Linked DNA regions of Muntiacus reevesi: region 2 is linked to region 1. Evidence: chromatin contacts called from public Hi-C data. All regions are on one chromosome and are shown on one strand. Each heading gives the region's core, a stretch centred on a gene start, on an enhancer-like site or on the middle of the called end of the contact. The rest is flanking DNA. Distances are from core to core; before and after follow the strand shown. Region 1 holds the start of ZRANB3 (zinc finger RANBP2-type containing 3). Region 2 holds the start of UBXN4 (UBX domain protein 4).

Region 1 (4,794 bases), core at 916-3,415:
TTTACCAGCTGAGCGACCTGGGAAGCCCACTGACATATACACATTACTATACATAAAACAGGTAACTAACAAGGGCCTATTGTATAGCACAGAGAACTCTACTCAATACTCTGTAATGACCTAAAGGGGAAAAAATTTAAGAGTGGATATATGTACATGCGTAACTGACTCACCTTGCTATACAGGAGAAGCTAACGCAACATTTGAAATCAACTAATACTTCAATAAAAAATTTTGTTTAGTTTTCCCTGAGCTCCAGTTTCACCTATAAAAATGTCACAGAACAATCCTTGCAGATTGTTGAAGGGGACACTCCTGAAAGCACTTAACACCATTCCTGGCTCAGAGGAAACAGTCAATAAAATGAAAGCCATCATGACTATTTATTGACTTGATTTACACTGGAAGCACTCATGACAAAAAAAAAAACTAAGCATCTACAGAAGAACTTTGTGCAAATTATAAGAAATTCCCAATTAACATTAAAAAGAAAGAAGCAACACTTTGTCTGGAGGACCCAGAACACTGGGCTGAAAAGTGTGATGACATTCCTGTATCTACCAGTATTACACTATAAAATTTACCATCTAGTTGATGTATAAACACCACTCATCAGTCTAGGACACAAAGCTATCAGTGTTTGAAGTAAAAAAAAAAAAAGAAAAAAAAAAAACCAGAGAAAATATGCTTAGTTTAGTCCTCCACATATAGAATGAAAAAACTAGCAAAACATGACTAATGAAGATTTGACTTAGAGATAGGAGAACAAGTAACCCTATCATTAATTTTGTTTGGCTTCTGTCTTCCTCATTACTTTTGGATAAGGAGTCTGTCTTTTTGGCACTGCTATTCCTAAATCTGGCATAGTGGCTGGTTGGCCTGGGTTTAATTGCTCAGGCTTGTCCGACTCTTTGCGACCCCATGCACTGTAGCCCGCCAGGCTCCTGTCCCTTGGATTCTCCAGGCAAGAATACAAGAGTGGGTAGCCTATTCCTTCCTTCTCCAGCGAATCTTCCCAGCCCAGGGATGGAACCCAGGTCTCCCGCACTGCAGGCAAATTCTTTACAAGACTGTAAAGCCACCAGGAAAGCGGCATAGTGCCTAACACGGTATTAAATTCCCAATAAATATTTTCAATATAATTTCTAAGTCTCAGCGAAAGAAGAGAGAAAATTGAGTAAGAACTTATGGGAGAAAGTCTGTGAAAATGATGGTGAAAGTCATCAGGCTAGGGGAGGGAGTCCTGTTTTTGCGGGAGGGGGGGGGGAAGACCTTGTCTGATACCACCTTCTGCATTTCCTTTGATCAATGAGTTATCCAAGGAACCTCAAAGCGAAGGTTCAACGGTAAAAACAAACAGAACTTAGCACGCGAACAGGGGTACAAACAGGGCCTAATTGTTCAACTTGTTAGGCTTTTGGCTCCAACGCCTTTCTAATGATCTGTATTCATCGGGGTACTATAGTTGGCATCCGGTCGACACATGTTTAATGCCTGCTTTACTAAAAAGAAATAAAAAAGTAATGAGACTATTCTCAAGCATCAATCATGAGCCCTTCTGCAGTTTTTCTTGGAACCAGCCTTTAGAAGTTGGTTTGTAAAAAATGGGAAGACTTCGCTCAGAACTTCTGAGTCGGTTCCTTTTAGTCAAACTGAAGACGTGAAGGTTTTAGAGGCACACTCCCCCAAATTCATGCGTGCAATCTAATACTTGGCAAATCAAAAGACAAGTGAGACTCCGGGATTTACGAGCAGGCTGGAGAATGGCATCTTGGACTTTGGAACTACCCCCATCCCATTTCATTCACTCTTTCTTAAACTGCAATTAAATTCTGTTCAACTTTCTATCACTCACGCAAGAAACAACCAACTATCCCGCCACGCCACTCCCGGACGACCACACCTGGGTATCCGCTGCAGAATCTCCAACTCCCGCCACGGGTTTGGCCTGTGTCCGTCCCAAAGCGGAAGTGACTTCAAAGGGACAAACTGAAAGTAATAGAGTGCAAATAGTAGGAATCTAAAATCCCTACCGCGTTCCGAGAAAACACTCTTCCCCGACTCCCTTTTCTAACGCTTTTCGCTCTTCTATTAGGGTGGCGAAAAGGCTTCACCACAGCCCTGGGGTTACTTCCCAGCCCCAAACTCCAAATCCTGCAGAAGTATATTCTTTTTCATTGGCCGATGAGGCGGCGTGGGTACCTCCCATCAACTACAATTCCCGTCAGGCCCCGCGGGAAGCAAACTGAGGAAAGGATGTGGGCGGGGACAAAGCACTTTGGGAGCTGTAGTCGGCTGCAAGCCGAGAAGGGCAATCACCCCGCCTTTCCCCATTGAGGCTGGAGAAACCAGGTGTTGGTCTCAGAGCCCGTTACCGCTGAGAGGAGGAGCCAAATCCTTCAGCAGCATTCCCCACCTCCAGTCACATGGAGGACGAAAATTTCCCTTTCCTCTTATAAAACAGTATAAATACTCTTGAGGAAATATAGTTGTCTTTCCAATACATCGAGGTCAGTAAAAATTCCCAGAACTCCCCCAACCTCAGGTTCCAACTCGTGGGAAAAGGTGGCTCTTTCTCAAGTGGGCAAAATGGCTGTCCTCCTAGGTTTATTATTGGTTGTCCTTTGTGTCCTTCAAGGGCGGATACTTACAGCCGATTGGCTCTTTTTCCCTTGAGGGTGGAGAAAGATTTGGCACGGCTCTCCCGCGGCCCGGGAGGAGATGAAGGGGTGGAGAGAAGGCCGTTTGTTGAGGTGTGATTGGGTAATCCTCCTGCCACTCCAAGGATGTACATCCTATGATTTGTCGACTGCTCTCAAAGAGAACGAGGAGGCGGAGCTAGTGCGTGGTGGGAAGGGGCGGGATTCTGCCAGCCGCGGCTGCCGCTGGAGCCGGTGTCCGGGCTGGTGATGGGGTTAATTCCCTTTCGTAAGACTCCTACTTGCACCCACCCAGCCCCGCCGTCGCCCCGCCGCGCCGCGCTCCAACCGCCGCCTCCTCCTCCTCAGTAACGCGGGTAAGAGATGCCCTCCCCTCCCCCTCCCTCAGCTCCCCGGGAATAACGCGCCTCGCTCCCCTCCCCCGCCCGCCAGCCGGTAGCGCTAACGGAGAAGGAGGCAGTCAGGGGAGAGATGTGGTGTGTGAGAAGGTGGCCTTCCCCGCCGAGCGGTCGACGCTCCAGCCAGGGCCCCGCCGAGGTGCTCCTGCTGCCAGCCCCGCTGGGAGGTCGGGTTCTGAGGGAGCCCCGGCTCGCCTGGCCCGCCGCTGCGGCTGCAGCTGCATCTAGTACCTTGCGCCCACCGCCCCCACCCGGGGGCCATGTGAAAAGCAAACCCCTCGAGGCCTAGCTGAGGAGACGGGGGAAAGGTTCCCGAGGCCCTGCCATGGCTGCTGCTGCTGTTCTTGCTGCCCCAGGGACTGGGGAACCAGCCACAGCAGGCCTGCCCGGAGCGGGTGCCGTGCGGGGCTCTGCTCTCCTGGGTGGCTGGCGCCCGTGCTCCGGGCTCCCCGGCCCCCCCCGCGGCCGCTGCCCCCTGGCCTTGCACCCCGAAAATTTTTAGAAAGTAAATAAGACATTCCAAATGGTTGATGAAATGTTAGGTGGTACATTTTGCTTGTGGTACCAGAAAAAAGCACAGTGGGAATATTGGAAAGAAAGTTGAATGACTGTCAATGGCACAGACCTCGGGGATCAGATTTACACCCATCAGGGTTGAGCCTTCGGCTCTGCCCCCCAGATCCCTGTGTGTTTGAAGTTTTTTGTCGTTCTCTTTTTTTGTTGCTAGGTGTAGAGGAGAGTGCCTCTGTTCCTTGAGCTTGCTTTTATGTAGAAACAAACTGTTGAGGCTTTCAAGGTCCCGTGTATAATTGGGATAGCAGGTCAACTAAGTAAAAGGCGAAGAGGTGCTTGCTCAAATAGGAAGGCTTAGTAAGTAGCAGATGGTTTTTATAATGTGATTTTCCAGAGTAGAAAAAAAAGTGTGTGTACATATATGTATATATGGTTGTATGTACATGAATATATATGCATGTGTATGTATGTGTATATATATCTCTTGAGATTATGGTTTGCATAACTGTAATCTGAAGAAACTGTTTGCTTTTACCCTAAATGTCATTGATTAGAAGAACTTTTGAATGACAAAAAGATGGTTCAAGTCGAACTGGCAGCCCACCTGCTTGTAATATTTGAAACAGTAAACTCTGTGTCATATTTTACATAGTAGGATACCAGTATGACTAGGTTAATTGGACACACGACTTGATAAAAATTGGCACATTTGGCCGTATTGAGAGGGATTTCTTCTTCCTCACGTGTTGATTGAGTGCTCATCTTTTCACTCCTTGCTTTTTTGTCTGGGTGAATATGTCCTTAAATACTGGATTCTGTAGTTTTTTGTGGACATGTCTGTAATCACAGGTAAAACCGTAGGCCCACTTCTGAGGCTTACTTGTAACCAGCATAAAGTAGGGTTCTGAAGAAATACTTGAGTTTTGACTGTGTTGGACCCTTTTCTTCAGGGTCTGAGAAGACTGTACTGGCTTAATGATCTCCCATATTCCATAACTAATATACCTAGATATAAAATTGACTTGGATTCGTAGATTCAGTATCTGAGAGAAATTTGGTTGTGTGTTAGAATTAAAAAATGAACCATGTAAACCTGAAAGGTAAGTGCTCTCAGCTCCCCACAAAAAGTACCCAGAGCATACAGTACTCAGCCCAGCATTTTCTAAAACTTGTTGGTTAATTGAAAAATATATAATGCTTTCAGATCTCATGTGCCTTATGTA
Region 2 (4,794 bases), core at 1,105-3,604, 170 kb after region 1:
CTAGTCAGGCTGAACATTTTTCAGTGCTTCAAGGGTACTATTCTCATTTGCTTCAGAGCTTTCACACTGCTGTTTCCTCTCTCTGGAATAGTCTTCTCCTTCACAGAGCTAGACTTCTCCTCACATGTCATCTCCTCAGGAAGGCCTTTTCTAACCTTGCTATCCATGTTTGGGCTTCCCTTGTGGCTCAGCTGGTAAAGAATCTGCCTGCAATGAGGGAGACCTGGGTTCAAATCCTGGGTTGGGAAGATCCCCTGGAGAAGGGAAAGGCTACCCACTCCCGTATTCTGGCCTGCAGAATTCCAGGCTATACAGTCCATGGGGCTGCATAGAGCTGGACACAACTGAGCGACTTTCACATCCATGTTTGGTCACATCATTACATTTCTGAAGCACTCAGAATTTCCCTCTTATGGTACTCATCATCACAGTCACTTACTCAATGCCTGTCTTCCTTTTCAGGCTGTGCAGTCACAGAGGCAGGAGCTTTGTCTGACTGCCTCACCTCCTTATCACGGCCAGGTATAATGCCTAGTTCATAGCAGATGTGCAATAACTATTTGATGAATGAGTGAGAGGCTATGAATGATTCTTCTAATATTTAATTCTAACATTAGAAATAAAGACATTATTCTGCTGAAAGGGTATATATGTTGATCAAATTTTAAGGAAACTATTTAAAGTTGATGTTGAAACCAACTCTAATTCTTCCTGAGGAATGATATCCTCTGTAAATAGTGACTGTCTGTAATCAGCATTATGTTTCAGTTTATAAGAACACATAAGAGGCCTGATTGGAAAAAAGCAAATAAAAATCACAATTCAATCTGTTAGTTATTTCTAGGTTAAATACTTGTAGGAAAGGGGTATTTTCAGATGTAGCCCTTCCTTAATCCTGCAAATATTGTCAAATGGCTGTGCTGCTGGAGGAGAAATTAAGTGATGTAGGGTGTACAATATAATACCCTGTGCAACTTTAAATAAACTACAGAAATCTTTCGCCAATAGCTATTAGATACCGTGTAATTTCATGAAAGCATTAAATTTGGGTCAGTTTTCATTTTAATGGCAACCAACCACAAAGTGCTAGATCTTGATAATAGTACTTTGTCATATATCATGGTAAACAAAATTATTTATTCACTTTTGTATTACCATGAAAAGTAGCTGGAAAAGAAATTATCTATTCTCTGCTTCTTTTTTTTTTTTTTTTACAAAAGTTTATTCTTAAATGTACAATACGTTCCAAGACAACACTTCATTCTAGCTATAGGTGGCAAAAGATATTATGGTAGGGAATCCAGGTGTTTAAACACGAATGGAACTAAGGGTTATCATTGCCTCAGGCACAAGGAACAGCTTACTTTTTGCCAGATTTCTTAATTCCATCGGTGGTCAGGGGGCCTTTCCCACGGCCTTTGCTTTTAGCTCCTCGAGTTTCTTCTGCTTCTCCTTCTGCTTCTGCTTGAATGCCTTATCTTCCTTGTCCATCTCCTCGGCTTGCTTCTTGGGCTGCTTCAGGGGCTTCTTGCCACCTTCGGGACCCAACATGGCGCCTGCCGCCCCTTCCCCAGAGGCTTCCACCGGAAGCCCTGACTTAACTTTTGAAAGCAGCTGTGGCAACAGCATAGCTAAGTGTTTTGAGGTTTGTAATGATCTCTAACCAACGACCTTACTCAAGGTCTGCGTTCAACCAAAAACTCCCCTCAGGTACACGGGCTGTATGGTATTACAGAAGGTGACTGTTGTATTTCTTTTCTTCAAGGTCGAGCTGATAAATTAAGTTCAATAGATGTAGTAAATCCCTACAAACCCCATTAAGTTTCATACCGAGAGACACCCATCCTATTACACAACAGCCATTAATCATAATAGAGAATTACATCGTCGCACTAGGCAGAGTTCCATCCGGGGCGAGGATGATTTCCTCCTTATTTAAGGTCTCGAAAATGCCAGAAAGAGTATCTTCCGATGAGTAGCACCATTTCTCCTCTTTATAGACTATGAAGTGGCTCTCACGATCGCCCCCTTAGCCGTACCCGGCAAACCACAATTAACATGTCCTACAAAATTAAAGGGACCAAGCCAAGACTACAATTCCCGTCATGCACCGGGAAGGCGCCACCGACGCGATTTAGCGATTAGTCATTCTTCCCTACGCCTCCTCCCATTTCCGGGACTGCAGCGCCTTGCGGCCTCGCGGGCACGCGCACGCTCCGACTTGCCAACGAGACAAGGCACGGGGGCGCGGCGCTGACGCCGACGTGTGGCGTCACGTGTCGCGGGGTGCGCCTCGCCTGCGCGCTTGCGCGCGTCCAGTGGGCCGCTGACGGGCTTGAGCGCCTGTGCAAAGCGGGAGGCGGGGTGCGGGCCGGCTGGGGCTGCGGGGGCCGCGGAGCCAGGCGACGGAGAGGGCGGGGCCAACTCCGGGACCGCGGCGACAACACATCGAGCGAGCGCCTCGGCCCGAGGGCAGCGATGCTGTGGTTCCAGGGCGCCATTCCGGCCGCCATCGCGTCGGCCAAGAGGAGCGGCGCCGTCTTCGTGGTGTTCGTGGCAGGTGAAGGAGGCGAGGGCCCGAGATGTAGAAGGGACACCCCCTCCGGCCTACCTCCAGCCCCAGGGGCCCCCAGCCTTTCCTCCGGGCGCCGGGAGGCCCGGCTGCCAGTCCCTGGCGTCTCAGCGCTTCCCCGTCCGTTTGGAGTACACTTGGCCTGACCCCCACCGCTGGCTTTTCCCGGCCCCCCTGCAGAGGGCACGGGGCCTCGCCCCCAAAACGCGCTGAACCCCGCCGTCTCCCCTGTGCGGGGCGAGGGGACTGGTCGAGCAGGCCCTAGGGCCGCCCTGCTCGCTGTGGAGCCTGACTCCGCGCCGCCTGCGGAGTTGGCACCCGCAGACCCCACCGTCGCCTCCTGGCGCCCCCGACGGAGGGCTCCACTTGGAGGGACTTTAACTCCCGTATACTTAGTGTGTAGGTGAGGAGAGAGACGGGCCGTAGACAGGCAGTTTTGCTTGTAATTAGTTGTGGACTTTCAGGAAGAAAGCTGTGTCATCGGTAATCAACAAAGAGAAACCACCTGATGTTCACTGTTACTGGCTTTCGTGTGTTCCTGAAACGTAAACTTTTGAGGTCTATATAAATTGGATTTTTTTGAATGCCATAGGAGTGGAGACACTAATATGAAATAATTTGTAGCAGGTGGATTGTTTTTTAACCGTTTGTTTAGAAGTAGACACACAAGCATTGATTCTTTTTATTGTCTTCCTAGTATCACAGATACAGTTTTAGAATGTGTACTAACTCATCTATTCTGTGTTGCTCTGGGTTATTTTGCTCCGTATTTTATTATTGCAGTCTTCTAGATTTACAGTAAACTTGTGCCTCTGTGAAGTTTTGCTGATTCTCATTACCTGAACCTAATTAGTATTTGCGACTACCGTTAATTTGAGGTGCATTATTTCAACAATTTGTGTTTAATAACGGTTTGTTCATTATTAACATGGCTTGGAAGGCTCGGTAATAACTCTATAGCTTTATGCACTGTAGTGAAGAGCAAGTTGCTGAAATATGAGTTTCACATTAAATTTGAAATTTTAAGTTGTTTTAAATTATAGTAAAATTTTAACTCATTGCTGTTAATTAGAAGAGCTGGAGTAGTTCAGATTCTTTTATGCTGTTTTTTTAGAGTTATATTTCACATAATAAGTAACTGCTGTAAACCTGTAAGAAAATAAGTGGATTAAAAAGGAACGTTTGGGCTTCCCAAGTGGCTCAGTGGCAGAGAATCTGCCTGAAAATGCAGGAGACGCAGGTTCAGTCCTTGATAGTGGAAGATCCCACGTGCCACGGAGCAATTAAGCCCGTGGGCCACAACTACTGAGCACACTCCCCGCAGCTACTGAAGCCCTCCCCCCTCCCCCCGCCGGCCCCGGCCTAGAGCCGGTGCTGGGCACTTAGAGAAGTCACCCAATGAGAAACATGCATTGCAACTAGAGAGCTACTGCCATAGATAAATAAAATCCTAAGAAAAGGGAAAGGAAAACTGATGATACTGAATATGTTCATTAGGAGTGCAGTAATAGTTGTAACACCATTTTAAGTTGTGTTTTTCACATATACTCTCAATTGATCCCGGACGTTCGTAGAACAGGGTTTATTTATCATGCCCATTTTATCGATGAGGAAACTTAGGTCCACAGCGGCTAAGTGACGTACACCAGTGTCACAAAAAGAATATATATCTTTTCTTGACAGATTTTTTTTTTTATCAGCTTCCAAAAAAGTGTCTTTTTTGTTTCTCCAGAGAAAAAAACAACCATTGTACAGACAGACCTTAGGTAGTTATACAACAGACCTTAAGTAGTTACTGAAATTGGTGTAGAAATCAGGAAATCTAAAGTCTTTAAAGAGTTTGTTACAACCTTTCTGTTTTGTGACCAGGGGTGGAGCCCTCACCTCCTGCCTTGGAAGAGGACATGAGGAACTTTTCACCACTGGCCTTCCAGGGAAGTCCCAGTAGTCATATTTTTAAACAGAAAGCACATTTGATCAGTGTCCAAAGGTTCCTTGAAGGCACTCTTGGACTAACCTGTTAATTTGAAAGAAATGCTAGGTTTAATTAACAAACATTTAGAAACCCTTTTCGAAACAGTAGTGCTAATTATTACAATAGAAAAATAAAGTTATAGGTCTTTGGGGCTTTGCGTCTGTATATAATATATACCTTCTTCAATTTTTCAAGTTTTTCTGATGAGCATGTATCATGTAACATATGTTTTTAGAATATCAGTGAC

What was found. Hi-C and Micro-C count contacts between places; a contact is called where the count stands out from the background.
Region 2: a contact with region 1 is called in a Hi-C map of blood, with 3 times the contacts expected there. The contact joins the promoter of UBXN4 here to the promoter of ZRANB3 in region 1. A contact is called at or near these places in 2 of 3 Hi-C or Micro-C datasets (blood and muscle).

The regions. Positions count from the first base shown.
Region 1 is chr3:210,751,877-210,756,670 of mMunRee1.1, forward strand. It overlaps ZRANB3 (zinc finger RANBP2-type containing 3), which reads right to left and starts at 2,166. Exons shown (of 21, transcript XM_065931454.1): 1 at 1,904-2,166.
Region 2 is chr3:210,925,378-210,930,171 of mMunRee1.1, forward strand. It overlaps UBXN4 (UBX domain protein 4), which reads left to right and starts at 2,355. Exons shown (of 13, transcript XM_065931459.1): 1 at 2,355-2,560. The coding sequence starts at 2,479.